2 separate regions of the Drosophila melanogaster genome follow, and region 2 is linked to region 1. The links are chromatin contacts, called in public Hi-C maps. All regions are on one chromosome and are shown on one strand. The core of a region is the stretch at or near the end of the contact, and the rest is flanking DNA. Distances in the headings are between cores, read along the strand shown.

Region 1 (5,324 bases), core at 313-2,812:
ACCGAGCATTTATACAAACACCCGCTCATGAATGTCTGGACGCTGTGGTACCTTGAAAACGATCGGTCCAAGTCCTGGGAGGACATGCAAAACGAGATCACCAGCTTCGATACCGTCGAGGACTTCTGGAGCCTATACAACCACATCAAGCCCCCATCAGAGATCAAGCTGGGTAGTGACTACTCGCTATTCAAGAAGAACATTCGGTGGGTTTGCTGTTTATTGCAATTCTGCCAAGATAACCTTTACTAACTGATATCTCATTTGCAGTCCCATGTGGGAGGATGCAGCCAACAAACAGGGCGGTCGTTGGGTCATTACCCTTAACAAAAGCTCCAAGACCGATCTGGATAACCTATGGCTCGATGTGGTAAGTGCACAAAGAAACGAGTGGTGAGCGGATGGTCTATTTATAGTGAATGTACATTCTTGAAATGCAAAAATATAGAAATAGGTGTATGATTTTGCAATATAAATTATAACTTATAGAAAATATCAGCTAAAAATACGCTAGTGCTAGCTTTTGTCTTAGGAACATTCAATAGTGAGCTTATATCATAAATATTTTTCGCATATGAGTAACTACAACTGTTTTGCCTTCCAGCTGCTCTGCCTGATTGGTGAGGCCTTCGATCACTCTGATCAGATCTGCGGCGCTGTTATAAACATTCGCGGCAAGAGCAACAAGATATGTAAGTTTTCACGCACACCCAACTTCAGCGGAATTCCTTTGTTTAACGATTAATGCTTTCCAGCCATCTGGACTGCCGACGGAAACAACGAGGAAGCTGCCCTTGAGATTGGTCACAAGCTGCGCGATGCCCTGCGTCTGGGACGCAACAACTCGCTGCAGTATCAGTTGCACAAGGACACGATGGTCAAGCAGGGCTCCAACGTGAAATCGATCTACACTTTGTAGGCGGCTAATAACTGGCCGCTCCTTATTCGGTCCGATCCCACACTGATTATTTTGTCTTTCATTTATTTATCGTTATAAGCAACAGTAGCGATTAATCGTGACTATTGTCTAAGACCCGCGTAACGAAACCGAAACGGAACCCCCTTTGTTATCAAAAATCGGCATAATATAAAATCTATCCGCTTTTTGTAGTCACTGTCAATAATGGATTAGACGGAAAAGTATATTAATAAAAACCTACATTAAAACCGGATACTTTTGATCTTTGATTTTGGAGATATTTTAAAATAGAAAAAAGTTAACCTATATTGTTTTTGGGATAATTACTTGTTGTATTACTAAAACGAGCTTGTATCCTAATATGGGCACCTAAAGCAAAACTTCCAAATTTGGAATTCAATTTGTTGCTAAAAATACGTTAGCAATTTCTAGGGTGGCCAAAAAAAAATGTGTATCGATATATCGATAGGTTTCCTAAATAGACATTAAAATAATTTTAGCTTTTTACTTATATTGTTAGAGTAAATACGTTTGTATTTAAAAAATAAGTCAGTATTTTTTTTTTATTAACCTATTATTGAATTTTATATGAGTGAGAGCTTTTCCATTCAGCCAAGAACGGTCACACTGCATGTGACATGTTTCAATTGTGTAGGCGCAGTCACACTGGTCGCGTCGCTCGTAGATATCGTGTAAGGATATGTCTCCGTGTTTAGCTAAATAAAATACATAAAATATATGTGCAATTCTAACAAGCATAGCCATTTAGCGTAGAGTAGTGGAACGAACAGCTCGTACCGGGCCAGTAACAACAAATTAACAAGCAAACGCACTAAAGTTTGTCGCGGAATAAAGATATAATAATAGACCAGCTAACCAACACAAACAAACACACACACGGCCAGAAGTTCGTTGGCGTTGAAAGGGAAAAATGAAACGAAATGAAAGGAGAATAACAGTGCAATAGATTCGGTTTACATTGTGCAAAAAATCGAAGTAGCCCCTGCCAACAGGGTCGCTAAAAATAAAGAAGGCGACAGCCTCTGTTTATCGTTGGGAATAAACAAATATATGGCCAGCGGAGGAGAATCATAACAAAGGCGCAAGACTAGCCAGCATAAAAGACAAAGGAGCTCTCCTCCCCCGCGTCCGCCACCCCCCTCCCTTTTTGGGGTTGAAAACCCCCCACGCGTTGCGGTGCAGCATCGCCCCGACTATGCGATACCCTGCAATCGAGTTTATAGTGCTATAGAGAGAGAGAGAGAGAGCGAGTTACGAACAAAATGCCTTGCGACAACGCCAAAACCTCTTCGGATATCGAGCATGTGGATTGGAATTCCGGCCAGCACTATGCGAATGTCAGGTGAGTTTTGAATGCCCTTGATATGGCCAAAAAAAAAGGAATCCTATAAGTTATTCAAGTACACCAAAGAACAAAAAAAAAAGTAAAATAAAGAAAAACGAGAAATAAAATAAAATCAAGTGCAAGCACGCAATTGAAAAATCGTGGGATGGTTGACATTCTTCTTGGCATTGTCCATTGTTTATTTATAGCCAGGAAACGGACATGATTTAAATGTTTGATTGTTCGTCGTTTGGGAAATCACAATAATTAAGTTCTCAACGCAGGCTGCAAGTGCTAAAAATCAATGTGTGTTCTTTGCGCCACAATAAACAAATCCAGCTGTCCATACCGACACGCAGATAAGATATACCTTAATCGAAATGAAAACGAAAATAACCCAATTTCAAGCAGCGATTGATTCATTCCCTTAATTTGTTGCTCTGCACCAACATCAACTGTTGAGATCTCAATCGTCGTAATCCCCATCTAACGCCTGCTAATGACAATCATTAGGCAATAGTTAACAACATTGACTTGTACTTACTTACTTACCATACTAGTTCCATGCCGATCGGCAACTTCGATTGAAATGCAAATATGGACACTACGATGCTGGGAAGGTGACAAGATCTTGACGCGAGGCGCCAGCTGTTATCTGTTTATACAATTATAGGTTTATAAATTACGCGCGATTTATTTATATTGCAATCTGACGTGACAGCGGGGCATTGACCATACCCAATACTCTTACGACTTTTAATGAAGCCAATGAGGTCTAAAATGAAGATAAATCATAAATATAATTATATATCAGTCATTGAAGACGTTCTCCATAACTAAAGCAGTTTAATGGTACTGGCTTTTCGATTCACTTAATTCGTATTGTTTGGTATTAGTATTTGTGGCTACCAACTTTTATTTGCCTCATAGATGTTGTATCTTTATCTTTAGTTATTCATCAAATTTTCAATGGAACGCTCTTAAATAAACATATTTACTCAATTGTATTTGAATGTTGAGAAATGCGGCTCTTGCGTAGCTATAATTTATATATGTATGCTCGTATTTTGTGAAATACAGACCGTTCAACACCCCCGATGTCAGTGTGATGAGCCTTATCACCTGGCCATCGCAAATCTAATCTGTCGCCGGAGTGAGTAAATGTGTCTCACTTTGCTGTTATTTCAGGTGTCGTTGTTGAATAAACATTGGCTATTGTATCGGCTTGGGCCATCACGATCAAATATTTGTCGACTATCGTGAAAATGTAAAATGGAGCGTAGCGAAAAACAAACCATTGATAAGAAGCGAATTTTCTCAAGCTTGCATTTCGCATGGGTTTTCCCAAAACAATAGCAATGTGTATACACACACAAACATTCATACATTGCATATGTATGCAAATGTATATTTTTGGTGGCGCCAGTTGGGGGGGTATAACTTTTGCATTAATTGCCTCGAACTTAAACCAGTTGGGTTTTGGACTTTAAAATAAGTTTTACACGCAGAGAGCGCTAAAAAAAAAAAAAAAATAATGCGCAAATTATCAAAAAGCATTCGAACAAAGCAAACGAACAGGCAGCGAAAACAAAGCGCAAAACAGTTGAATTGGACCCCGCCTGACTCCGATTTCCCCCTTCCCCCCTCCACCACCCATCCATCCCTTGGAATCATCCGGTTCCTTGCGCCATGCGAAGATTACTTGTTTCATCTGGTCCGGCGGAGCTGGTGAGGGCGTGGCCCGTTCCGTTGTGTTCGGGCGTGGAATTTAATAAAATGCGCTAATTTAGTCGTAATTACAAGTGGGCACGGGTGGTAATGAAGCGCTCAAAAGACCCAAATCTTACGCAAATAACACGAAATGCCCCCGTAATGTGAATTTACCAAACGACCCTCGCATAATTAGGCGATTTAAGGGTAATATGCTATATAAACTTAGTTATCAGATCCAGAGAAATCAACAATTATATTCTTACTCATTTTCAGTAAGTGTTGAGCCAAAGTATAATTTTGTAATATTAATCTTGGCTTTCAGTTTGAAAACAGTTCCGCTTTCATAGTACATACATTCATATTCGACTCTCTGTTGATAAACAAATTTTCCCCTCTTTTATCAGCTAATTATAAACAACATTCATAACGATAGTTGAGCCGTTTATTTCTCAAGAAAAAAAAACGGCGATAAGAAACGAATATAAGTTCAAATTAGATTAACGAACGTAAATATTTGGTTACCGAAAAGTACACGATTCCGGGGAATTCGCAAATTTCCATCGGAAGCACTTTCGCAGTGGCAGCAACAAAAAGTGCCGTTAAACAAACAAAAAGCGCGATGATGCAGCTTGCACTTGAAACCCAAAACCCGAGGGCGAAAAGGTTTTTATTTTTAGTTTCGCTGAAATAAAGCACCTGCCCGTCGCTCTCTCATTCACCTGGTAATGCGATAGCGATACCGTTGTGTGTGTTATATATATACATACTTATACCCTTGTATATACCCTTTTGATATCGCCTAATCAAATTGTGGAGGGCAAAAAAGCAAAACGGAATGAAAATGTGCCGATCCGATCAATAAAAGTGTGAGAAATCTTAACGAGAGCTAGCTGCTCTTTTGCTTTTGTGATCGACAGGAATTTACATGTTGCTTATTTATGCACTCAAAAGTGACATTTCCGTTCTAATTGAGTTCAAAATTTGTTATTTTCAATGTCGAACAGGCAATTTGCGTTACCAAAAAGCCCATAAACGCCAAGTCATGAGGCTGTTTCGGTTGAGTGGTTCCAAGATGCAAGAGGTGTGGAAATGGCCAGCCGGCGACTGTCTGCCGTCTAATGAAGTCGTAAAACTTGCGACTTACGCATGTCCTTAACTTGCCAGAGCAGCCGAGAAAGGATAATGGTCGGCCATCCTTTTTTTTTTTTTTTGGATAGACAAACATGTGTACTTGCGGCCGTGTATTTTATGAACCGCTCTCTGCGGTGTAGCCCACAAACGTGCCCTGTGCTTCATCGATCCAAGGCCAGTCGTCAATTGGCCCCAAAAAAAAAAAAAAGAAAAAAA
Region 2 (5,237 bases), core at 2,448-4,947, 52 kb before region 1:
ATGATGAGGCTAATATCGTCGTAGACTCAGGCGAATTCTTTGAGCACTATGAATACTATCCGGTGGATCGGCTGGACAGACTTACCTCGGTCACGGTGGCTACGGCAGATGCACTGCCGCCGCCGATCATCATGCAGCAGACCAGCGACGATGAGGAATTCATCGAGGAGGATGGACAGCAGATGACATCCTCCTGCGATGGCGATGGCGATGAGGATGATGAGGCTACCGCGCCGGCTACGACAAATGCCTTCGAGATTGCCTCCGAGATGCTAACCACCATCGAGGCCACAAACATCAAGGAGGAGCAGCTCGAGAGCGACTTCTATATGAAGGCGACCGAGGATTCAAACAGTTCGAATGGCCAGCTGCAGGATTTTAAGCTATTTGGAAGCAGTCGCGTCGAGAGGCCCATGGGAAATTCAGCGGCCAAGCGCTGGAAGCAAACAAAGGTACCCATACGCATAACGCAGGATGAGTTCAATGTCACCCTTTGGTCCTCGCTCAACTCGGAGGATGAGGACGAGGAGGAGGAGTTGGAGGAACCACCTGGTTGTGCTGGCACCACATCCGTGACGTCCTCCTCCGCCGCCCAGAATGAAGGATCACCCAGCATGCCAAAGCTTATTATTGACGAGCACATGATCAACCACGATGTTTTAAGCGATGGCATCGGCAACGAGTACGTCATCCTACCCGATCCATTCAGCGCCTCTGCGGTCACGGATGTGGAGGAGGTGGTTAATGCATTTATGGGCGATGTCAAAGGCGAGGAGGACAGCCAGCCGCTAAGTGAACAGTTGATCTATGCGGAAAACCAGTTGGAAGAAGCTTATGGTAACATCGAGCTTATCGAGAACATGCCGAATAATGTGGAGCTGATACAGACACCGGGACCAGGTCCAGCCACTGTGTCGGTAGCGCTATCGAAGGTCAACGGATGTGTACCGAATCCACAGCCGGCTCTCCCAAAACTAGTGCTCCAGAACAGCAGCACCAATGTGCGACTGAAAAGTGCGGGAAATCAGTCAAAGGTGACAAAGAGGCAACTCACGGCGGCGGCTCAGGTGGCGACACCAAATCCCCCACCGCCACTAGTGGCTTCCAGCAATCCAGCCCGACCCCAACGACCCACAATTGTAACCAAATTACCGACTGCAGTGGCCAATCAGACGGCTGGTAATGCCATGGGAGCAGCTGGCGCGGCCGGCGAAGAGGATGAGGAGCCAAAGTTTCGCTGCACCCATCGCGGCTGCAACAAGGAGTTTCGCAACCACTCGGCCATGCGCAAGCACATGCACACGCACGGACCGCGCGGTCATGTGTGCAACGTCTGCGGCAAGAGCTTTGTAGAGAGCTCCAAGCTAAAGCGCCACCAGCTGGTGCACACCGGCGAGAAGCCCTTTGAGTGCACCTTTGAGGGGTGCGGCAAGCGCTTCTCGCTGGACTTCAATCTGCGCACCCACGTACGGATACACACTGGCGATAGGCCCTACCACTGTCCCATTGATGGCTGCTCCAAGTGCTTCGCCCAGTCAACGAACCTCAAGTCCCACATGCTGACGCACACGAAGCCCAAAAGGAAGTGGCCGCGCGCACCGCAAGTGAGCAACAACAAGACACCGCTGGTGGCCAGATACGGGCGACTGGAGTTTGGCGAGGATCCTCGTCTAGTGTACGTAGAACAGAACGAGGAGGTGGCGTCGGTGCTGCTGGATGGCACGTCCCTAACATCCTAACTAGTAGTGCGCTTTAATGTGTGGCAGGTATTGGCATGAGATGGTTAAAATATTAAAGCTCCTTTGGCTCCGGAAGGCATTATTGTACAGTTAGTTGTAGCCAGTTTTTATCTGTATCTGTAACCTGTAACGAGCGGAGCGGCCGGACAAGATTGTCACCTGGTGAACACATCCGCCCGCTGCCCGCCCTTTAAGTAAGTAGTGTAAGTTCATTCTCTAACAAAATAGGATTGCAGTGCAAAAGGAAGTTAGATGGTAGCCATTAATTAATTTCCTTCACGGATGAAGAGCAGTTCTAAGAGTTTAGCTTGTACCGTAGGCTAAGTGAGTCCCCCCGCAAAACCAAAACTGAACCGTAATCCCCGAAGAACTCAGCCAAACTGTCACCTTAAAAAGCCCCAATTTGATCTGATACTAATCGTGTGCGATCTTCGCTCGAATAACAAAACGCGCACTTTCTTTTCTACGAAAACAAAACAAACAAAAAAATAAGAAAAATACACAAAACTAGTTTTACCATATTCAATACGCATACACCATAGGCTATCTATATATTTTTGTAATGAATTATAACACTTAGAGCATTGAAGTACGGATTTAGCATGTTCAACGTCTGTTGGCGCTAACAATAATTCACAAATGGAAGCACATCAGTTAAGTCGGAATAAACAAGGGAAATACCTCTTCAAAATTAAACAAAAATAAACCAGGAAAACAATGCAACAACACTTGCGTATATCATTTATCATTTCTTTTTTTAACTATTTCACAGTGCGATTGTGTAAGCGTTAGATTTATTAACTGACTTTAAACTTGTAACTACTGCTAGATAACTACATTAAACGGTGAGGCAGCTATTGATGGACAGTCGCCGGGTGTTGTCCACTTCAGATTCGGATCAGCAAGCGATTAGATCGCCTCTTTGGACATGTGTCGCCTACAGCTACGTTCCATTCATTGATTGCGGTGTATAAACGCGTGCGGATTAGATAAAGCATCGCGGCGAGGTACAGATACGCGGCTATTTTGGATATTGGAACGGAGAACAGTACACACGATTGGTCTGGGCATGGTCTGATCGGTATTTTAGGTGACCTTGAGCCCATGTCCTTGAACTCCGGGAATAATATCCGCGATGGAGGCACTTGTTGGGCCAATCAATCCGGCCAGCGAGAGCAGCACGGAGTAGTTGAAGTACCAGAAAACGCAGAAGAGTACCATGAAAATGACGTCTGCAATGAACCGAGAGCAATAATAACCCTGATAAGCGTATAAATTCTCCAGAAGCATGACGAATCCGTCGGATATTCCCAACTAGTTCGAGGGTGTGCTATTTTATTAACAGCAATTAACACTCACGTATCGTTATCCGCTCCCACTTTTCAACCATGTACAGCTCGGTGACCTGCAAGTTAATGGGGTTCATTTAAATCAAAATCCCGTGGAGCGCAGCTTCTCAGGTGGAATATGTGCGTAATTTTATGACCATTACATACCATGAGGTATCGAAACCACCAGTAACTGGCGAATTCCACGAGGTTGTCAAGCATTGCGGGTGCCGAATCGAGTAAAACACTAAAAAGAGGACAAACAATAGGGGTGCAGCGCGTTTAATTTGTTTAGTTCCTCCTACTGGCTGTGTACTAACTTAAACACGGTTAATCGATATCGCTGTCATATCGATAATTTGGACCGCCTAGTGCTGCAAAATGCGTGTTTAATAAAATAAAATATTAGAATGCTAATAGAAGGGTTGTATATCGACTGTTAAAGTTAATTAGAACTTAAATATTTGAGCTCTCGGAAATATTTGAAGATGTATTTATTTATTTAATTTTACTGAAAAGAGTACATATACGTACACTTAAACGTTCGCCATAAGCACTCTATCAAAATTACATACATTTAATCAATCTGACAACTCAGTTGTAAACAGCTGTTTTAAAAACCCCGCAACAGTTGTTTACATTTAGTTGTGAAACTAAAATATTGCCGAACATGTCCACCTTTGTGGTTAAATTACTTCAACGCTCTCAGCTCTCACATAGTCAAATAGACGTAAAGCCGTTTATTTATGTCCGAAGCAAATGGATGGACGACGACGTGGAGTTTGACATCCTGACCACTTCTGACAATCAAAACTACCGGTCAATTGTAAAATACGATGAGTTTCGAAGTGGAGCCAGTGAATTGGAACAGGCCTACGATGCTTTCTTTGCGGAGTGCAAAAGTGCCGTAACTACGCACATGGGACTCCAAGGATTTGATTATGAAATATCCATGGAAGATGTCGAAAAACCAGCGTTCAAAGTGTACAAATGCGAAGGATACGAAACGCTGTACTTGGATGTTCCGCTTAGAAAAGTCTCCAACTGCTACCAGATGCTGGATGCAGCCATCGAAGCTGGTCAGCAGAAGCCACAAGCAGCTCCAGCCACCGAATCCGACGCCCAGACAACCGCATCCCTGGCTGAATATGAAAAGTATGTGAGGGACAGCAAGCTGAAGGAGGAGGAACTTCTCAAGAAATTCCTGCTGCTTTTGAACAGCAAAAAGGCCCACATCCGGGATTTAGAGAGTCAGTTGGAAAAACGATCCGGGAAAGTATCAAGAGCAAAGAATAATCAAAGGATTTTTTCTGATGACGAGGACGATGCCTACGGAGCAGCTACTCAAGTCATGAATATAGATAACGACTCAGATTAAGCCCCTTAGTAATATAAATATTTAAACAAAGACGAAATCGGTATGTGCTTGAAATGTATTTCCATTTTGTTTTAGTTTTTCTTTTCGATTTTGTAAAATAAATTAGCTTTATAATGTATGTATAAATAAACAACAAATAGACTTGTAACGTAATACATTAAATTACCATCAATGTGTAGACGTGGCTTACAATTAGACCAACAAAAGATCGCTTGTTTTTTTGGAATATAATCAATAGTTATCGTTGCTGTTTTTGTAAAAAATAAAAGCATTTTACATAAAGTGTTACTATGTATCTGCTATCAAATAGACGTTACGGATAAGTATGTTAGGGTGTGTATAACATTTGAAAGAGTAAACAATTAGAGCCGATGATGGTGCTGGCGGAGATCACTCAGAGCGCGAGCAGATCCTCTTCGGCGCCCGGTTTCTTTGGTGTCTTTCGTAAGCTATCGGCTCCTGCCGATCCTGTCGTGGCACTGGCGGCGGAGTTCGATGCACTGATCGTTGGAAGATTCTCGGCGGCAGCGGCTCTCTCCTCTAGGAATTTGTCAAACTCCGAGCTGGTCAGCTCCTCAATTCCCTCGATGTGCTGTGTGGTGGAAACAAATGACTCATTAGTCATATTAAGTACTCGAAAATGGATGACAGAAGCTAAGAAGCAAAGGAATAGTATGTAAATCGAGAAACTGAAGCCGAGTGCATGGTAAGATGAGCTTAGAAAAAGACAAAATGCTATTCGAATGGCTACTTACTGAGCTGCCCAACCACGCCTCCATCTCGTCGATCTCA

What was found. A called contact is a pair of places that touch in the nucleus more often than the background predicts.
Region 2: a Hi-C map of the Kc167 cell line shows a contact between it and region 1, with 2.9 times the contacts expected there. A contact is called at or near these places in 4 of 107 Hi-C or Micro-C datasets (the Kc167 cell line, the S2 cell line and embryo).

What each region holds. Positions count from the first base shown.
Region 1 is chr3L:9,395,465-9,400,788 of dm6, reverse strand. CG4080 reads left to right here and starts at 1,562. Exons shown (of 6, transcript NM_001259766.2): 1 at 1,562-2,282. The coding sequence starts at 2,203. eIF4E1 (eukaryotic translation initiation factor 4E1) reads left to right here. Exons shown (of 6, transcript NM_168335.2): 3 at 1-206; 4 at 271-370; 5 at 605-692; 6 at 756-1,171. The coding sequence ends at 919.
Region 2 is chr3L:9,450,032-9,455,268 of dm6, reverse strand. CG3448 reads left to right here and starts at 3,697. Exons shown (of 1, transcript NM_140059.3): 1 at 3,697-4,724. The coding sequence starts at 3,738. The coding sequence ends at 4,445. CG3529 reads right to left here. Exons shown (of 6, transcript NM_140058.3): 5 at 5,201-5,237; 6 at 4,484-5,037. The coding sequence ends at 4,840. ghi (ghiberti) reads right to left here and starts at 3,393. Exons shown (of 3, transcript NM_168344.3): 1 at 3,236-3,393; 2 at 3,099-3,144; 3 at 2,479-2,971. The coding sequence starts at 3,289. The coding sequence ends at 2,826. phol (pleiohomeotic like) reads left to right here. Exons shown (of 2, transcript NM_001300076.1): 2 at 1-2,466. The coding sequence ends at 1,739.